Linked DNA regions of Macaca mulatta: regions 1, 3 and 4 are each linked to region 2. The links are chromatin contacts, called in public Hi-C maps. All regions are on one chromosome and are shown on one strand. The core of a region is the stretch at or near the end of the contact, and the rest is flanking DNA. Distances in the headings are between cores, read along the strand shown. Region 1 holds the start of LOC114676384. Region 2 holds the start of BHLHE40 (basic helix-loop-helix family member e40). Region 3 overlaps ITPR1 (inositol 1,4,5-trisphosphate receptor type 1). Region 4 holds the start of EDEM1 (ER degradation enhancing alpha-mannosidase like protein 1).

Region 1 (2,997 bases), core at 78-2,577, 150 kb after region 2:
CCTTTCAAATCATCATCTGTAGACTAACACAAATTCTCAGTTTAGTTGGCACTAGAGCAAAGCCAAACAGTGCTAAAATTATTCAAAAAAGGGTGTGCAGCATATAAATTACTGTGAAAACTTAAATGTAGATCAAGGTTAATAAAAATTTGCTTATTAAAAAAGGCTATCACCAAAACGATGATGGCACCAAATTCAAGTTCCTGCAGGGAAAGGAAATTTTTTTCTCTCTTCCCTTGATTTTGCCAAGGGCTATGTCAGGTCACCTCAGTCACATTTTTCTGAAAGCACAGGCTTGTCTGGGGCCCAAGTCAATGAATATGAAATTGCATCTCGGGAACTGAGTGGCACTGTGAGATACAGTGGAGGAGGGTTCACTTCCCCTGGTCATTTGAGTACTCGACAGCATCGCCTTCCATCAGGTGCTTGAGTTGAAGGACAAATCTACCAGCGAACCATGAATGATTTCATGATTAATCTAAGGTTTGCCTTGAATACACAGAACTCGGGGTCCACTCCCCAAATCACTGAAAGCCCTACTTCTGGGCAGTAAAAGCAAGTAGAGGAAACCACTGAAGACATGGATGGAATTCACAAGTATCTGTGCCCTATTCAACAAAGAACGCTAATGTCAACCATGCCCTGCCTCAACTTTTAAGCACGCTTACAGATTTAAAGTTCAAGAGCGAGGAAGACATGGGGATTTTCCAGGGGAGGAGGCTCTTAAGAGTCAAGATGCCCACTCTCACTTTTCTTAGTGACAGCATGCCCACAGCCAAGGAGTCTTGCAGAGTCTTGGAACCATAGGAAACGATGCTTCTGTCAGCTCTGCTGTCAGCCCCGCAGCCCCTGCTTCCTGGCTGGCTGTGCTCTGGGCCTGTTGCTCAGTTGTTCTTTCACCTGCTCCCTCCCTCCATGTGTGCCTCCCATCTGCCAGGTCTCATTTATCTCATGTCTACCACCCAATGGATGTGTGAGGTGGTATGAACCGCGATGTAAGACAGGAAACCCAGGTCAGCAAAGTCCCATGACTTGCCCAAGGTCATGTGGTGCGGGAAGGCACAGAGCAGAAACTCTCACCTTGGATCTGCTGCCTCCACTTCTTGGGTAGTGAGGACTTCATGGTAGGCATCAGCCTGGCCCCAGCTTTGAGGGGGATACTCCCATCTCCAGTGAAAGGAGAGAGGGTAAGACCAAAAGGGGAGAGGGAAATATTCTATCTATTATGTTTAAACAAGATTAACCTGTGGATGAACAGCTGGTTGCAGAGTTCTCAACTTAAGACAGAGCTTCTTTGCATGTTCCCTCTTTCCCTCCCTCCAGAGATGAACAGCGAGAAGAGGTCCTGTCACCTTGTCTGCAGGCCAGTTCCAGCAGGAATTAGGAAAGGTGAAATATCTGATCTAGACAGGCTGTTGTGTTTTCACATGGCTGAGCAGCCACCAATGGAGGGAATGTGCCCTTGGGATACGGGTCTAGGCAGGGAGGGCCAGGGCTCTGCACACAGACACCTCTTTCATTCATGACTCCGCAAATGTCATTCTTTCCAAGTCAGCCTGGGTTTCCAAGAACCCTTCTCAATACAGTGCCCCAGGTGAATTCTATGACCCAGTGTGGGTTGAGATGAAAACCCATTTGCTATCTCTGATGCTGCTGTCTGCAAGGAGCTGCTCTCAGGGCAGCTGGGCTCCTCCCTGCCTGAGTGGCATCTGAGGCCTTTTCCATTGGTTCTCTTGGGTTGCCTTTTGGCAGATGTCACTCCACAAGTCTCCAGGAGTCTCTGGGATCTTCATCCATGGGCTAAAGGAGAGCTGCAGAAGAATCCAACATCCCAGCCTTCTGCAATTAGGCAAGAGGTATTTTTCCTGAGGACCACATACCCTAAAAGAGCCTGTCTCAAAGACAAGGTAAGCAAGAGGGCAGTGAGCCCTCCAACCTGCTTTTCCTTCCATCTCTGCCACTGCCCATCAGCTGTCCCTTCTCTGTCCTCCACACTAGAGTAGCTACAGCCTCCTGGGGTTGGCTCATTCAAGAGATCACCTAATTTTCCCTCTCAGCAGCAGTGGGTAGGATGCCCCTGCTCAAGGGGGAGGCTTGTGGGGGCCTCGTCTCAGCTGTGGCTGCCTCCACAGGGTGTGACTAATCGGGGCCCGCAGGTGGTCTTGTAGCCTCTGCACCGCAGCTCTGAGGTCCCATGGGGCCCCGGCCCCCACCCACACCAAATGACTCAGCTGAGCACCCCAGCTGCTACCGTGATGGGGCTAATGCTCCCTTAGGAGTCCCCAGCAGGGATTCCTGTGGTTTCAAGACCAAACACCACAGCAGATAGCGCAGGCAAGAAGGCACCACCGTTTAGCTGGTAGATCTGATGCTTCTCTGAGCCACCACTTAGCACACAGAACATCTGGTTCTGCAACAACTTTAACATTCAGAGAATAATTCTTTGATACTGTAGATTTTTAGCTTTTCTGACAAGATGTCTCATATAATCAAAGAATGATGTGGATGGGGAAAGCACACCAAACGCCCGGGTTCTCAGAGTGTTGCCATGCAGCGGGCTCTGACCGGGCTGGGTGGGTGGCGGGCTACAGGTCACTCTGGCTCTTAATCCTCATCAAGTGACTGCTCACAAGACGCCTTTAAGTCTCCACGATTGAGACAGAAACCCAAAAGTGTGCCAGAGTTTTCTGTGACCGGAAAGTAAGGTGATTAACAGAAAACTTCAAAACTGGCCTCTGGAAGATTTAAAGATAGGACCCGCTCAAACACTTTAGAGACAAGAGAACAAAGTGAAGGGTGAGAAGGAACATAAGTCAAGGGTGAACAGTACAGGCCTCCTCTAGACATTAAGACTTCGAATGCAAATGAAGGTCATTATCTGTGCATGTGGACAGATCTGTGTCAGTATATATGCTGATTGAGTAGGGTTTAATTTGCCGGTGTCAACAATTGGAGGAAAAGAAAGGAATTGAGGACTTTTCAGTTAATGTGTCCTGA
Region 2 (2,780 bases), core at 93-2,592:
GTAAAAATCACACACCAAAGCAAGTCCACTTATTTAACAACAAAAAAAAAGGTGGGGGGAGTGGTGGAGGGAAAGGGGTAAATGTGTGTGTTGCTTGGCGTGTTCCTTTAAGTTAGAAAAACTAGGGAATCCTGAAAATCACCAGAAGTTAAACTCTTGAAAAGGAAGGCCAGTTGGTGTTGTAGCCAACTTGGAGAGGTCCAAGCGGTTCTCGCCTCATTTGCATGAGTCAGCCAGAAAACGCAAGGACTGTGGAGGAGGACCCCACCACAGAGCCACCCGCCAGCTCTGATCCGCCCGTCTGGTCTGCAGTTCCCCGCGGAACCTGCAGGCGGCGAGTGACCCCCGCCCGCCCTCTGGGCAAAGGACTGGGTTGGAAAGGGGCCAGCTTCTCACTTACTGTAAGTTTGAGATGTTCTGGTAGGAGATCCTTCAGCTGGGCGATGCACTCGTTAATCCGGTCACGTCTCTTTTTCTCGATGAGCCGGTGCGGCAATTTGTAGGTCTCCTGCAAGACGCACGGGGAGGCGGTGGGCGCTTGGGAAAGGAGATGAGAAGCCTATCCTCCCAGCCCCGCAGCACGAGTCCGGCAGAGGAGCAGAATAGCACCAGAACCATCATCTGCCCCTTCTTTTCCAAGTCACTCAGAAGAGGCACCGAGCCCACACCCTGCATCCCCTCGCCAACCTCTAAGCGAGAAAACTTTTCTTGGAAACTCAGCGCGCGCGAGGGGCTGAGCGCAGGGTCCCCAGGGGTGCACTTGCTTACCTTGCTGTCCTCGCTCCGCTTTATTCCCCGTCTTGACTTGTACACTTGGTACATGTGGGCAAAATCCATCCTGCAGGAAGAGAGACCAGGAAGGGTCGTGACTGCTTGCGCACGGCTGCAGGCGTTCTGCCGGGCAAGAACCCCCCGGTGCGCCCGGAGCTGCTCCAAGTTGAGAGTGGCGCATAACATGGGGCTGGAGTTGAGGCTTGAAGGGCCAAGGAGTGCCAACTTACCCTGGTAGGTCTCCGTGCTCCAGTCCCGGTGCTTTGGGCAGGCAGGCGGGGGGTGGTTGCGCGCTGGGGATCCGCTCCATGGTGCGGCGAGCCGGGGCCACTGCGCGCTCCTGTCTGCTCTAGCGGAGCGTCTGGATGAGGACTGTCCTGGAGCGGGCTTCGGGGGTCTCTCCGCAGATGTTCCTCTGAGTCTGAGCTCTTTGAAATCCCCTGGGCTGCTGGAATCTTCGGCTTTGAGATGCAGCTTCAGTTGGGGGCGTGCATGGCCCGGTGTCCCCGCGGCCTCTGGCTCCAACTCAGCGCACAGACTGGCGGTGTGTGCTCCCTGCGCGGTCTGCGCCGTGCGAGCCAAGTGAATGAGAAGTGGGGCGGGCGGGGAGGCGGGAGGGAGCGGGTGGGGGGGGGGCGGTTAGGGCGGAGTGGGGGGGGTGGGGGCACAAGCCGAGGAGTAATGGAGAGGCTGCGGGCTGGGTTAAATGGGAGCGAGTGGGTGGGTTGGAGCTACGTGTTCTACCCTGTGACTCCAGGCACGTCTGGCCACTGCCGGGGAGGGAAGGAGCGACCTGCCCGCCCTCCCCCGGCTTCATCACATGAGTCTCACGTGTTGGACAACGCTCCGGCGGCTGCTAGGGAGCCCCCACCCCCAGCCCCGGCCCCCAGGTGTCTGCGGCTGCGGCCGCCTTTCCCCGAAGAGGGGGTGGCAGCGCAACCTGGGTCCTGCCCAGTTGGGTGGGGGGCGCGGAAGCTGGAAGGGACGGGGCTGCTGGGGGAGGGGGAGAGTTGGTAACGTGGGCGAACCTGCCCCAGGGAAATGAAGTAAGTTCCCGTCTCCTGGGAGGGAACGGGGGAGGACGGATCCGCCCGCGTCTGACTCAAGCCGGGAGAGGAATATCCCCTTGCTAGCTCCAGCCCAGCCCTCTTCCTCCTCCCCCGCCCGGCCCGCTTGGAGGAACCGGCGCTCAGCGGAGGGAGTCGCCCGGCCCCCCAGCCTTCCCCAGAGGCTGGGGTTTCTTTCCGTCCTGGCTTCCCTGCCCCCACTGCTCACCCTCGCGTCCAGGAATTGCCCGCCTTGGGGAGGGACCGAGGGGCGGGGCGGATGTCACCCCATGGGAAGCGGGCAGACAGCCAAGCGCAGGGGCAGCTGAGGCTGCCGCCGAGCACGCCGCGCGCACCTGACCGAGGAGGGTGTGAGCCGAGGGCCCCTCGCTCCCCAGGAGCTCCGCTCCCGGGCACAGCCTGCGGGCGGGCGGGCACCTGGTTGCGCAGCCCCCTGGGTGCCCCAGTGTCACCCCCTTCCTCCCGGCCAGTCAAGCACAGAAAGATACCGGGCACGGTGCCCGGTGTTCCCTCCCTCCTCTGCCCCCTCCAGAGCAGAGGCGCCCGGGTCGCCTCCCCTCCGGCTGCAGCGTTACACAACCGCGGCGGCGGCGCCTGCCCTGCAGCAGCGCAGGGCGTGACGCTTCACGTGGCCGGGGCTCAGGTCGCAGCGCCGCGGACCGCGAGCCCCTCTGCGTTGACCCAGGGACTGAGACCCCGGGGACGTGGTGTGCCAACCCGGATCGGCCCTCTCCCTGCCTGTTGGGAACTTCGGCGGCGCTGTTTGCGGTCTGCACCCAGGGCAGGAGGGATGAGAGAGACAAGAAATAAAACCGCCTGTTACACAGTAAAATCTTAGCAATCATGCAGTCGACACATATTTGTTGAGCCCCCTACTCTGTGCTAGGCGCTGTGTTTGTTGATGAATCCGACACGGATCCTGCCCTTGAACTTACAGAACCT
Region 3 (2,700 bases), core at 93-2,592, 230 kb after region 2:
CTTTTAATGGCAAAAACTGCAATTACTTTTGCACCAACCTAAATAACCTGTACCCAAGGCAATGACATTTCCCAATGTCCTGGAGTTCTAAAATCATTTTTAATATACAGTCAGAGGGACTTGGGTCAATTGAGTGTGTAAATAACATAAAACAGAGCGTCCCCCAGGCCCGCTGGATGATAAACCACTACGCAAAAATGGAAAATATCAGAAGTAGGATTTTAGACAGAAAACAACTTTCATAAAATACAGCATGTATTTAAAATAAATAAAAATATTATTAATTAGAGCCAAGCATGGTGGCCAGCACCTATAGTCCGAGCTACTCAGGAGGCTGAGGCAGGAGGATTGCTTGAGCTCAGGAGTTCAAGTCTAGCCTCAGCAACATAGCAAGACCCCATCTCTTAAAAACATATACGAACAAATAAAAATAAGAACATCATCTTGAGATCTTTGTATTGGCCAGACGCTGCGTGAGGTGCTTTCTATAAATAGTCTATGAAACCATCTCAGGAGTTCTCTGAGGTGGGAACTGTCACCATCCTGTTCTCCAAGTCAGGAACCAGTGGGATGAGTGAGGTGGACTTCGCCAGGAGTCCTGATGTGGGCATGTAGGAGGCAGGGCTTGAGCCCAGGCTGTACCCACACCACAAAATCAGCAGCTCCGGCAGCACCTCTACATGTCTACCGGACCACACACTTTACCCCCATGTTGTTTGCAACTCCATAAGGAAGGGACTAGGCTTTTCCAACCCTCATTTTGCAGATGAGGAAACTGAGTTTCAAAGTTGCTCTAACAAACCCCAAGGTCACTCAAGGCTGGCAGGGGCAGAGCTAGAATTCCAGCACAAATATTGTGGTCTGAAGGCCATGCTCCTGTATGTGATAGGCTCTCTCCTTCCAGGGGTCCTCCCCGAGTCCCCAACTTTACTCCACCATTTCTCAAAGGAGCCCAGCTGGTCCTTGAGCCAACCTGGGACAGCTTTGCTGACCCCTCACAGCTTCAGCGGAAGGGCAGGGTCTCTGGGGACGCCTGCTGGCGACAAGTCACTGCCTCCCTCTTTCTTTAATGCCAACAGCTCTCGAACCCCTCACATGCAGGAGGAGAGCTGCCCTGACTCCAATGCTGGCTCCACTCCTTTCCCACATGGATAAAACTGAGGTTAGAAAACACCGCTCAGAAGTGACTCATTCCTGACTTCCCTGCCAAAAACAACACCCATTTACGTAACTTGCTCACACACCAATCTTTTCCTCCTCCTCAGGGTGACTGCCCTGTCAAACCAAGGCTGATCTTCCTCACAAACTGGCCTTCCGTTTCCAGCAGAGGCAAATCAAATTACCCTTTCCACCCTCATCTCTCTGCTAACTGGGGTCAGAGGTAGCCCAACCAACGTGTCCCTCCCACACTGTGTTGCAGTGACTTCTGGAAGGGATGTGAGATTTCCTATCTAACACTGGTTCTTGGGCTGATTTCTTAAGCCAACCTCAAAAAAAAAAAAAAAAAAAAGAGTGTGGTGTAGGAAAGGCCTCATGAACCAGGGATCACTCTCTCTGCTGAATTCGCAGGCCAGTTTCCTGATGGAGCACTTCTCACATTTTCCATCTCTAGCTGCTTACGTGCAGAAAAGAAAACCCTTTTCGGGTGTGTCTGTAGACTAGACTTTGGCATAGGAATAGACGTGGGCAGCCATTTGATACATGAAATTCCCGGTGCTTCTGAAACCAGAAGCAATTAGTCCAAAAAAATGTTTAACCATCTATCCCCATAATGTGCTAGGAGGTTCTCTATGGGCACGTCAACATACATATCCCAAAACATCTGTATTGGCTTAAAAAAAGAAAAATAAAAAACGAGGTATGTCCAAAGATAGCCTCTCCTACTCTTCATTCCAGGTAAGGACAGCCCCTGTCCTTCTGTAAGGAAGAGGAAGCGAAGGGAACTTCCCCCAGACACTGGTGGGAACATCTTAGGAGGAAGGAACACAGAAATTGGCAAGGACTCGAAGGACGGATATGAAAGTGCCGTGAGCCCTGCTGAGCCCCGTGTGTGCCAAAAATTAATTCATAAGCAAATGCTTATTTTATAGTTTTCCACTTGCTACAAAACATCAAGCCACAAGGAAATATTGCTTCTGGGGGCTGGCAGGAAGCGGGTGGCACCAGAGTGGGGAGAAAGAAAGCAGGAAGTTCTCTTCAAGACAAGCGTGATCCCGTCACCTGACAACGTGTCACTCGTTTCTGGAAAATCCATGGGCTGTGGTACTGTCTCCTTGTTCCCACAAGCAGAGGATTCAATGTGAACCCTGCTCTGATGGCAGCCAGGTAGAAGTCTGGGAGTCACGATCTATCCTCAGATGTTATCACCATTGCAGGAGCCGGGACAGGGAGAGTTGATGCTGGGAGACCTGGGGACACCACCCCTGGGAGCCCATTATGCCAGACTGGGAAGTAACTTGTATTTGGCTTCCAGGCATTTCAGGGCTTTAGGTGAGGATGTGATGGATGACAGGGTTTCATAATAAGGGAGCAAACTCCATGAGAGTGCCTAGCAAGCACTGTATGTCATTATTTGTGGATTCCCATAAATTGAATCTTCTAGGGTCTGGACAATGAAATCTAGAATTTCTGGAGTGCTGTGATTCCCAGTGAGCTTATCCTAAGGCAGGACTGAATTTTCATACAACATCCAAAAGGAGA
Region 4 (2,700 bases), core at 85-2,584, 200 kb before region 2:
GGACTTGGACGTCAACAGCGGTGAACCTTGGAGCTCAGCCTTTGCAAACAAGGCTGGTGGACAGGGAGGGCTGGCTGACCTTCCCTGACAACCACGCCACCAGAGGGGGGGATTTATAGGACAGATCGCACAGGGTAATGACGTTGACAGTCAATTCAGCATCCAATAAATTTCACCTCAAGTATCTGGACCCCAAATGTGGGCCACATAGCTTCCCTCCCCACCACCTATCCTCAGCGTAAGAAGCAGCCCCTGTGAAGGAGAGGCTGTAACCCCGTTCTGCCTCAAACTCAATGGACGGCTTTGGAGAAGTCAACTCTTGGCTTTTTACACAGAAAGGACGTGGGTGTGGCAATCTGATGGAGGTGGGGGTACGGGGAAAAGACTTGTTCTGAAGCTGCGTTTACACGGGAAGCATGGAGATTTCATCTAGAGTTTATGTTCATCCGGAGGAGGGGCTCAAGATGGAAGTGGAAAGCCCTCCAAGCCAGCCCTTGGCACTGCCACTGTCCCTTCTGGTCCTGGACCTCAGTTTCCTCATGTGTAAGACACTGAGCTGGACAGCAGTTCTGAAGTTTGGAGATTGCGGGAGAATCAGGAGAGGAAGGCCACCGGCCCACCCCGCACCCTCAAGCTCGGGTGTCTTCACAGGGACTCAGGCGGGACACGGTGCGGGGACGCTGCCCGGGACCCTAACGGCCCTGGCGCCCTCGGAGGACAGACGGCTGCACCCCGGAGCGGAGGGCGGAAGGAAGCGCTTGGGCGCGCGGCCCCGGGCGGCGGGGGCTACTCACGGGTCCCCGCGGTCGGGCCCACGGCCGCGGCAGTGGATGGGGTTGAGCTCGTCCTGAGGGAAGGCGTGCGCCATGTAGTTGTCGTAGCCAAAAACGAACATCCCCCGTGCCAGGTCGCGCATCTGGGCACGCAGCTGCGGAGGGAAGGCGCCGCTGTAGCGCTTCTCGTACTCGTCCGGGCCGCGGTCCCGGCCGCCCAGCACGTAGCCCCAGTGGGCTGGGCCGCACACCCCCGGCTCAGGACGCCGCGGAACCTTGCGCGGGCTCTGCGTCGCCGCGGTCCCCGGCGGCTGCAGCCACGACGGTCCAGATAGCCCCCCAGGCCGGCCCACGGGCCCCGAGGCGGGCGACGCGGGGCCGTCGGGGCTCCTCAGACGCTGGAAGCCGAAGCTGAGCGGAAAGCGCTGGTAGAAGCCCATGCTGGGCCCCAGCCCGAAGACGAGCCACAATACTCCATGGAGGCCAAGCCGGAGGAGCACCAGCCCCAGGACAAGCGCTCGCCATTGCATGGTCGCGCGGGCGCGGCGGGCATTATTTTAAAGCGCGGGGGCCTCCCCGCCGACCACCGCACCCCGCGCTCGCCCCGTAGCCCGGCTCACTTCCCCTTTAAGGAACTCCCCCGTGACGCACCAGGAACTAGCCCATTGTCCCCAACCCCCAGGCTCTCGGGCGGGCCCGCCAGGCCCAGCATTCGCTCGCCCGGTGGCCCGGGATTGGCCCGGCCAGGGCCCGGCCTCGCGGGGCGCGGCCCAGGACTCCCTCCCACGCCGTAGGCCGCCGGGACGTCCGCGACGCCCCGAGGCCCCGCCCCTCACCCGGGCCCCGCCCCGTCCCTCCAAGCTCCGCCCCCCTGGGCGGTCGGTAGCCCGACGGGCTGGCGTGGCGAGCAGGAGCCGCGCCGGCCCAGGCGAGGGAACTTCCAGCCAATGGGAGAGCGGCACGGCAGCGCCCGCCGGACGCTAGACACAGACGTGGCCCTAGGCCGCCTGGCCTTGGGTAGATCGGGTCTCTCTCTGGGCAGAGCGTGTGTCCGGCAGAGCTGGGACCGGAACAAAACCACTCTAGGTCTAGGTTAGGAGTGATGACAGTTAAAAGATACATACTGAAAAGAAGGAAAGGATCATTTCTGTATAAAAGGAACTATTTTTGCATATCTAGGGCAGAAGTTTTATAACTTAGGTGTCTGTTTATGGAGGGGGTGGGATACTACCTTTTAGCTCAAGGAGTGCACAAAACAGTTAACTGCAGGCCACATAAAGATCATAAATCTTTTGATTTAAACACCCAATTTTTAAGAATCGCTCTTGATGCTTGTAAAACGCATATCCCCAGATCCCTCCCTAGACCTATCCAACTCCAGTGTCTCGGGAATGTGCGTATAGGTACTCTTGGGCAGTTCCTAGAAACCGGCAGTTTCAGGAAATACTAAATTATGTTATATTGCTTTTGTCTCGGCAATAGGATTTTTTTAAAAGGGGGGTGCGGGTTGGGGGTGGGAATCAAGGCTCCCACCACCACCAAATTATTAACCAGATGTATCTAAATATGTCTTCTCTTGTCCCTCCCATCCCACCATCTCTCCTGTGCACCCGCAATTAACGACCTAACTTTTGAGGTGTGGGGTAGATTCCCAGTTAAATCACTTTACTCCTCTATATCTACTTCCTATAATTAAGAATGTTGCAAATGTTAGCTCTAAAGGGCTATGGCTTTCACATAAAGATTCAACGGTTTAGACGTTTTATTTATTTTGCTTGCTGCACTTGGAGTTGGCTGTAAGGTTTGCTCTAAGTTTAGACCCTATGCCTGTTTCATCAAGGTTTCTGAAAAGCTTGGGAAGCAAGACCTGACTAGACCCCCAAATCAGATATTGGCTGAATGGCCGACCAAGGGAGTGCATAAGAAG

What was found. A called contact is a pair of places that touch in the nucleus more often than the background predicts.
Region 1: a Hi-C map of blood shows a contact between it and region 2, with 2.7 times the contacts expected there. The contact joins the promoter of LOC114676384 here to the promoter of BHLHE40 in region 2. A contact is called at or near these places in 3 of 14 Hi-C or Micro-C datasets (CD4 T cells, blood and liver).
Region 3: a contact with region 2 is called in a Hi-C map of liver, with 3 times the contacts expected there. The contact joins the enhancer-like site here to the promoter of BHLHE40 in region 2. A contact is called at or near these places in 2 of 14 Hi-C or Micro-C datasets (fetal cortex germinal zone and liver).
Region 4: a Hi-C map of blood shows a contact between it and region 2, with 9 times the contacts expected there. The contact joins the promoter of EDEM1 here to the promoter of BHLHE40 in region 2. A contact is called at or near these places in 2 of 14 Hi-C or Micro-C datasets (blood and liver).

Annotation. Positions count from the first base shown.
Region 1 is chr2:143,567,099-143,570,095 of T2T-MMU8v2.0, reverse strand. It overlaps LOC114676384, which reads left to right and starts at 1,327. Exons shown (of 4, transcript XM_077993344.1): 1 at 1,327-1,389; 2 at 1,753-1,907. All of the region lies in intron 60 of ITPR1 (inositol 1,4,5-trisphosphate receptor type 1), which reads right to left.
Region 2 is chr2:143,718,244-143,721,023 of T2T-MMU8v2.0, reverse strand. BHLHE40 (basic helix-loop-helix family member e40) reads right to left here and starts at 1,342. Exons shown (of 5, transcript NM_001257518.1): 1 at 1,002-1,342; 2 at 769-838; 3 at 401-508. The coding sequence starts at 1,081.
Region 3 is chr2:143,486,778-143,489,477 of T2T-MMU8v2.0, reverse strand. The region is part of intron 44 of ITPR1 (inositol 1,4,5-trisphosphate receptor type 1); the gene reads right to left. Among named protein-coding and RNA genes, the nearest start is that of BHLHE40, 230 kb to the left of the region's middle. Within about 2 kb of position 1,342, at least 8 of the 40 cell types and tissues checked have an H3K27ac peak or open chromatin away from gene starts, as enhancers often do. A contact at or near this core is called in liver, where this site is marked.
Region 4 is chr2:143,920,873-143,923,572 of T2T-MMU8v2.0, reverse strand. It overlaps EDEM1 (ER degradation enhancing alpha-mannosidase like protein 1), which reads right to left and starts at 1,334. Exons shown (of 12, transcript NM_001265750.1): 1 at 795-1,334. The coding sequence starts at 1,303.